Linked DNA regions of Sus scrofa: region 2 is linked to region 1. The links are chromatin contacts, called in public Hi-C maps. All regions are on one chromosome and are shown on one strand. The core of a region is the stretch at or near the end of the contact, and the rest is flanking DNA. Distances in the headings are between cores, read along the strand shown. Region 1 overlaps C1QTNF3 (C1q and TNF related 3). Region 2 has its middle 31 kb from the start of C1QTNF3.

Evidence for each region. A called contact is a pair of places that touch in the nucleus more often than the background predicts.
Region 2: a contact with region 1 is called in a Hi-C map of liver, with 13 times the contacts expected there. The contact joins two enhancer-like sites. A contact is called at or near these places in 4 of 5 promoter capture datasets (fetal liver, fetal skeletal muscle and liver), 6 of 47 Hi-C or Micro-C datasets (blood, embryonic fibroblasts, liver and 1 more) and 2 of 2 datasets of contacts at active chromatin or transcription factors (alveolar macrophages and skeletal muscle).

Annotation. Positions count from the first base shown.
Region 1 is chr16:20,042,063-20,045,836 of Sscrofa11.1, forward strand. C1QTNF3 (C1q and TNF related 3) reads right to left here. Exons shown (of 6, transcript NM_001145386.1): 4 at 3,651-3,774. Among named protein-coding and RNA genes, the nearest start is that of C1QTNF3, 16 kb to the right of the region's middle. Within about 2 kb of position 2,184, at least 1 of the 83 cell types and tissues checked has an H3K27ac peak or open chromatin away from gene starts, as enhancers often do. A contact at or near this core is called in liver, where this site is marked.
Region 2 is chr16:20,088,665-20,092,438 of Sscrofa11.1, forward strand. No RefSeq gene overlaps it. Among named protein-coding and RNA genes, the nearest start is that of C1QTNF3, 31 kb to the left of the region's middle. Within about 2 kb of position 2,092, at least 3 of the 83 cell types and tissues checked have an H3K27ac peak or open chromatin away from gene starts, as enhancers often do. A contact at or near this core is called in liver, where this site is marked.

The DNA.
Region 1 (3,774 bases), core at 934-3,433:
ATAGATAGATAGATAGATAGACAGACAGACAGACAGACAGACAGAGAGACAGACAGATAGATTACAGTGATATTTGTTATATCATTAAAGGTCACAAATGAAGCAATCTAAATGATTTAAATCATTCTTAAAATACAAACACTAAGAAATAGAACACTCCTGCCTAACATTGGGCAATGACGGAGAGAAAGAAGAAGGCAAGACCTCACATGAGGTCTAAGAACAACATGTAGGTATAAATATAAAGGTAGACAAATGGCCAATCCTTCCCAAGTATGAGAAAATCTACCAATGCCTGCTGTATAGCACAGGAAACCATATCCAATCACTTGTGATAGAACATGATGGAAGATAATGAGAAAAATAATGTGTATGTGTATGCCTGGATCACCTTGCTGTATAGTAGAAATTGACAGAACATTGTAAATCAGTCATACTTTAATTTTTAAAAATGTTTAAATAAAATAAAATTAGGACTTTAAAAAAGATACCAATAAGAACAGCAAAAACAAAGTGAAAGAATTTGAAAATAACTGTAAAAACAGGAGTTCCCGTCGTGGTGCAGTGGTTAACGAATCCGACTAGTAACCATGAGGTTGCAGGTTCGATCCCTGGCCTCGCTCAGTGGGTTAGGGATCCAGCAGTTGCGTGAGCTGTGGTGTGGGTTGCAGACACGGCTTAGATCTGGCGTTGCTGTGGCTGTGGTGTAAGTCAGCAGCTACAGCTCAAATTTGACCCCTCACCTGGGAACCACCATGTGCCGTGGGTACAGCCCTCAAAAAAAAAAAAAAAAAAAAAAAAAACCTATAAAAACAAAAATCATTACAAAATAATATTACAGTACAAGAAAGTGCTCAATTTACCCGAGAAAAATATAGAATAATGGGTCTCACAAATAGAAAATGGCAAGAGGATAGATTTTAATCTAAATGTATCAATAGTCACATTGAGTGAATAATCTAAACCCTCCAGTTAAAGGATTGAGATTGTCAAATTGGATTAAAAAGCAAGACCAGTTAAAAAAAAAAAACAAAAACAAACCACAAGACCAACTCTATGCTGCCTATAAGAAAACCACTTTAAATTTAAAGACAAAGGTTAAAGTAAAAGTATAGAAAAATATGTCATGCAAACACTACCCAAAAGAAAGTTGGAGAAGCCATAACATATGAAACAAAGTAGACTTCAGAAATATTATCAAGGATAAAAGAAATATTATGTGATGATAAAGGGTCAACTCACCCCAATAGTCTAAATGTCTCTTAACTCATGAATGAATAAACAAACTGTAAATATATCCACTCAATGGAATACTACATAGCAAGAAAAAGGAACACACTATTGATTCATACAGAAATATGGATAAATGGTAAATGAATTTTGCTAAGTAAAAGAGACTTAACATTGTACAATACCAAAAAACCTGTATATTGTACAATTCCATTATATGACATTCTGAAACTCTAGGGATGGAAAACCAGTAAGTCACTGTCAGGGGTTGACTACAAAGAGATAGCACAGAGAATTTGGGGAATGAAAGAGCTGTTCAGTTTGAGACTGTGGTGGTGGAGACATCTCTATGCACTTGTGAAAACCCATAGAACTATACATCACAAGGAATAAATTTTGCTACATGAAGAATTTTAAAAACTCAACTACAATATCAGGAAAACTCAAGATGAGTTACAAATTAACACTTTTTTATTACAAATGAAAGAAGTAGTGCAACTGAAGGTCATGGGGACGGGGGGGGAAGAATATGAGAGGGTTTTGACAGGATACTGCAAAGATAAAAAGAATTGTACACAAAGAATACACTCTAGTTGGTAAATTTGTTTCTTGTGAGACCTGGACTTTTGCAATTTTGTAACTACTTTATTTGTGCAATAAGGTTCAACAAATAAGTAGATATATCATAGATTAAGAGAGCCAGGTTGCTCACTGTCAAAGAAAGAAGTTAAAAATTAACAAAGGGAATGTCAGGATGAACCCAGTGGTGCTGGATTTGAGTCAGATGTATCAGAATGAACTTAAATTTTTTTGTTTTTTACATACTAGATAGATAGATAGATAGATAGATAGATAGATAGATAGATAGATAAGAAAATATAGATGCACATATACATGGTGGATTGGTATACATATATGTGTCCTAGTTCTGTCCACTCCTAGGACCTAAAAGCAGTGACATCCTAAGAGCAGTGAGTACATCTGGCACGCACATCTCAGTTTCTAAATATTATTCTCCAGTAAAAGAAACCAGTGCTTCTTGGAAAGTTGGGTATTTCCAGAGCTGGGATGGGAAAATACCATGTGAGCCTGAAGCAGCTTGTGGCACTAGAAAGTAAGAAAGTTGTGGGGGACTGAATAATGACCCCCGTGTATGCCTAGGTTCCAACAACCCCAGGATCTCTGCTTACAAATTAAGCTCAGGGTCTGGAGCTGGAGAGATTATCCTGGATTATCCAGGTGGGTCCAAGGTAATCACATTGTCTTTCTCAAGAGCCAGGGAGGTCAGAATCTGGGAGGACAAAGTGATGTAACCACTGGAGCAACAGAGGTGGTCAATAAACAAGGAATGGTGGCAGCCTCTAAAAGCAGGAAGAGGCAAGGCCCCAGAGCTTCTAGAGGAACCAGTACTGCCCATATGAGTTTTGTTTGTTTGTTTGTTTGTCTTTTTAGGGCCACACCGGTGGCATATGGAAGTTCCCAGGCTAGGGGTCTAATCGGAGCTGCAGCTGCTGGCTTACACCAGAGCCACAGCAATGCCAGATCCGAGTCGAATCTGGGACCTACACCACAGCTCATGGCAACGCTGGATCCTTAACTCACTGAGCAAGGCCAGGGATGGAACCTGCAACCTCATGGTTCCTAGTCAGATTCATTTCCGCTGCCCCACGACAGGAACTCCCCCATATGTTGACTTTAGCCTACTTGGACTGATTTTGAACTAATGACCTCCAGGAATGCAAGAGAATAATTTCATGTGGTTTTAAGCTTAGTTCGTGGTAATTTGTTACTGTAGCAACAGGAAATGAATACAGAAGTGCTCAAAAAATTTTTTTAATACTTTTTTTTTTAAGGATCAGGCAGGCCTTCCTTGGGGTAGCAGCAAGGAGAGGGAATGAACTCAGTTAGGACACAGTGGAACAGTGAGAATATGATCTGAGGGCTTTTCAAGTCAGAGGTAATTATGCCCCCTTAGGGATTTTTTGGTGCAATTCAAAGCAGAAGTAATAAACCTAGTAGTCATGATTATCATTTTTAAAACTGTTTTTGGTGAGTTCCCTGGTATCCTAGCAGGTTAAGGATCCAGTGTTGTCACTGCAGCAGCTTGGATCAATGCTGCGGTAAAGCGTTTGATCCCTCGCCTGGGAACTTCTGCATGCTGCAGGCATGGCCAAAAACAAACAAACAAAAAAAACAATAAATTGTTCTTGTTTTTTCAGATTCTAATTCACTTACTTCGAAATCCAACAGGGAAAAAAAATAATCATTTTATACACATATATCCTTCCCTCCCTCTCTCTCTCCCTCCCCCCAACATCCATCCATCCTTCCTTCCTTCCCTCCCTCCTCCCTCCTTCGCTCCCTTCCTTCTTTCTTGATTACTAGATTAAGTCAGTGACTCATTTATTTTTACCTCTTACCTGATACTGGGGCCCCAAATCTCCCAGTCATGACATCAAAGAAGTTTCCAATGTTGGTTTCAACACTGCTGAAGATAATCCCACTGTTCTGATTGCTGAAGTGAGTGGCCAGAGAAGCCATGAA
Region 2 (3,774 bases), core at 842-3,341, 47 kb after region 1:
GCCCCAAAGATGTTCACGCCACAATCCCTGGGTCCTGGAAAGATGGTATAGTCTGTGAAAAAGGGACTTTGCAGATATGATTTAGATTACTAGAATCGAACAGGGGGGAACTTAGAGGTGGTTGGAGGCAGAAGAGATGCAGCAGGAAAGTATGTTGGAGAAATTCCAAGTGTGAGAAGGCTTTGACACACCTGGGCTGGCTTAAAGATGCAGGGGCCAACTTACCAAGGAATGGAGGTGGACTTGCTGAGAAAGCCTCCCAGCTAAGAGGGGCTCCTGGCTGACAGGCAGCAAGGAAGGGGAGTGAGTGAATAAATGATGGCACAGCCATTCAACAGATAGTACGTGACTTTTAAAAATGAAAGACTTTTTATTGACACGGAAGGGGCTCACACTATATTAAATGTCAAGAACTGTCCTGGTGAAAAAAGTGCTTATACAGTGAGCAGATGACCGCAGTGTGAAATGTTTCAGTCACAAAACTCATCTGCAAAATCTATGTTTTAAATTTGTGTAAACTCAAGACGAAATTTGTATCTTGAGCTTCCATTCACTTTGGAAGTGATACTGCCGACTAGACATTTGGCTGAGTTAGTAATAATTCCATCATTTCATGCATGAAAAACTTCAATTTCAGAAAGCTTCCTGAAATGTCCCCATCTTCCCCCCAGGGTGACAACGAAACTATTTCAAGAAAGATTATACCTGAAAGCTATAGCTGAAGTCTGCCCTCTGGGGACACAGAAAACGCTCGGATGTTCTGGCCCCTTTGGGGCCAGAGGAGTCTTGGGGGATTCTTTTGGGCTCAGCTGCCTGTACATACATGGAAGCCATTTCTATTTTCTGCCGAAGAGTCTCCTCTTTTCATGTGTGTGTCCCTGTGGTTTGCCCTGGAAGTCAGGCAGAGGGTTCCTCTAGTTTCAGAAGGAGTGAGGGAAGGAAGGAGTGTTGAGTGGAAGAGTTTGGGACAGCAGTACTTCAAGGGAGTCCTCAACCCAACATGATCCATCCTAGAAATTGGGCTTCTGGTGTCTCAACCACACTGGATCACCGCTGGGAGCAGCCCGTGCAAAAGCTTGTCTCCGTGGGAATCCGATGATGGATTTCAAGCCCAGCAGCTGGGATGCTGGTCGTTTATGTGATCAATAATGAGATCCAAAATATTTCCAAAGCATTCGTTATCTGGATGGAAAGTCAACATTTTTGGGGAATGCCGTTTATAGCTAAGACGTGGTAAGGAGCTGAAATGTAACACATTTATATTATTTATATTATATTCCAGCAATATAAATTGCTGGAAGTTTTTCACGTGTTCATTTTGTCAGGACATCATTCTTCTTTTCTAGGTTCCAGCTGACATGATCCCTGAACTTAAGGAGTGTTTACTTATGTGAGGAGACAGATATTAATTATCAACACAGGTACGACTACAAATATATTTATATAAGCAAGTGCCTATGGGTACACATTTTTAAGATAATTGGGGCTATGTACAGTCATTTTCTGTACATTCTTTGTGGAATTCTTTCATTGGGGAGGATTTGCATCCTAAGATGTCTGCCATGATGACAATTAAATGCCTCTGTGTCTATGGACAGTACCTCAAATGTGTCTACTGCACAATTCAGAGTCATTGGCCACCACCTGGATGACAGTGGAGGATGACATTTCTCTTTCCCTCTTTGGAGCAGTTTGCAGAGCTATCTGAAACGCCGACTCCCAGGCTATCGTCCTCATCTTGCCCCAAATAAAACTTAACTCTCAACTTTTAGGTTGTGCCTGTTTTTTTCAGTGGACACCCCCTGACTCCCAGTGTTTCCTCTTCGGTACTCTTCCTCCCACCGACCCCCACCCTGCCCCAGGTCATCAAACCCTGTCAGCAGTCTTTGGAATTGTGCCCTGTTCTCTGTTAAGGGCTCTTTTTCCTGATTGCCATCGTCTGAATAAAACCTGTGTTTACCACGTTACCCTCCAGTGCTGATATTTCTTTAATAAGACACAGAGAAGCTCTCTCTTTGCCTAAAAGCAAGGCATAAATTTCCCCTTGTGGAGGTGCCCCACCCCCATATCAAGACCGGCAGAACAACTCTGAATCACCATTAATCACCAGAGAAGACTCTAGATGCTTATCAGCCCAGAGATGCAAGAAGAGGAATCCACAGAACAAATCTCCCTAATCAATCCTTACTTTCCATTTCTTTCCCCCTTGTATTTGCTCTTCCACAAGTTACTGCCTCCAAAAGTTCAAAGTCCTTCCGGTCCGTCATGTGTCCACAATTTCTCTCTTTTTGGTAAAAAATGGTCAATAAACTTTCAGACCAAACCACTTCTGAGAGTCTTCATTTCTTTTATGTTAAGGGCTCTGCATACATATAAAAATATTGATGCTAAATAAAATATGGGTGCCTTTTCTCTCCGTAATCTGTCTTTTGTCAGCTTGATTTCTAGGGCTCCCAAGGCAGACCCTAAGAGGGCAGGAAAGGTTTTTTTTGTCCTCCTCTCCAGTTAAACAAGGGTGAAAATCAGCATGGAATGAGCCTGGGAAGAGGGCAGGCCAGCTCTCTGAAAGGAGGCATGGTCCCTGAGATCCTTTACCATCCATGAGAAGAGTTTTGCTGTTTTGAAAACTAGCGTGATTGGAAACGGGCTCCTTCTTAAAGACTCTGATATTTGAATGGGAGAATTGTCCTTAAATGTGTACTAGGTGGTTGAACTGTGGGTCTGTGTGGGGCTTGGAGCCTGGGGTTGATCTGAGCACAACACCCTGGAAACAGGTGGCAGCTAATTGGCTGATTTAGTAAAATGGGTCTGCCACAAAATACACAGCCCTGGCATCCATTTGTCTTTACTTTTTTTTTTTTTTTTTAGGGCCACACTTGTGGCATACGGAAGTTCCCAGGCCATGGGTCGAAATGGAGCTGCAGCTGCAGGCCCACGCCACAGCCACAGCAATGTAGAATCTAAGCCGCATCTGCAACTTATGCTGTAGCTCGTGGCAACACCGGATCCTTAACCCAATGAGCGAAGCCAGGTATCAAATCCATGGATGCTAGTTGGGTTCTTAACTGGCTAAGCCACAACCAGAATTCCCATTTGCCTCTATGTATTAAAGTGATCACTGTTCCTAGAGTCATCATGGACCAATTTTTTAATTTGGATCTCTCCTGAATGGAGTCCCTTTGGGTTAAGGGTCCTGCCTTCTGCATCTTCCATTGATCTCCACTGCCCCATCACCACCTCCAGGATCAGAGAAAGCCAAGTCTCTGCAACTGTCTTGGGACAAGAAGATGCTCTTACCTGCCTGCTTTGTCACAGGCTTTGTTATCAGGGGAAGTACACTCATTGCAGTTTGGAGGGCAGGCTCTGTACAGACAGGCTTTCTTGCTCTCCAACCACAGCCATGAAGTCAGTCCTCAAATGCAATTCCCAGCTGCTCCCTCTGACTTGACCACAGGCCACATGGCAACTGTCTAACCCAGTCTCAAAGCCAAGCTCATCTGTGAATCTTATTCTCCTGGGGTTATAGGAACATCTGCAAGTTTCATTTTACCCTGCAGGGTAAGGAAAAGAAAAATGCCACATATGAAAAGAAAAATGCTTATTTGTTACAAAGGAAAGACTTTCCGTGGAGCTGGGCCGTTCCCTTCTAAATAGCAATGCAAATGAAGTCATTCCACAGCTGGAGGGCCTGCCACCAGCGGGTGGGTCCTATCCTGGCAGATGGGAGGGTTTAAGGGCAGGCATGCAGAGTTGTCAGGGTCTGTTCTGAGACCC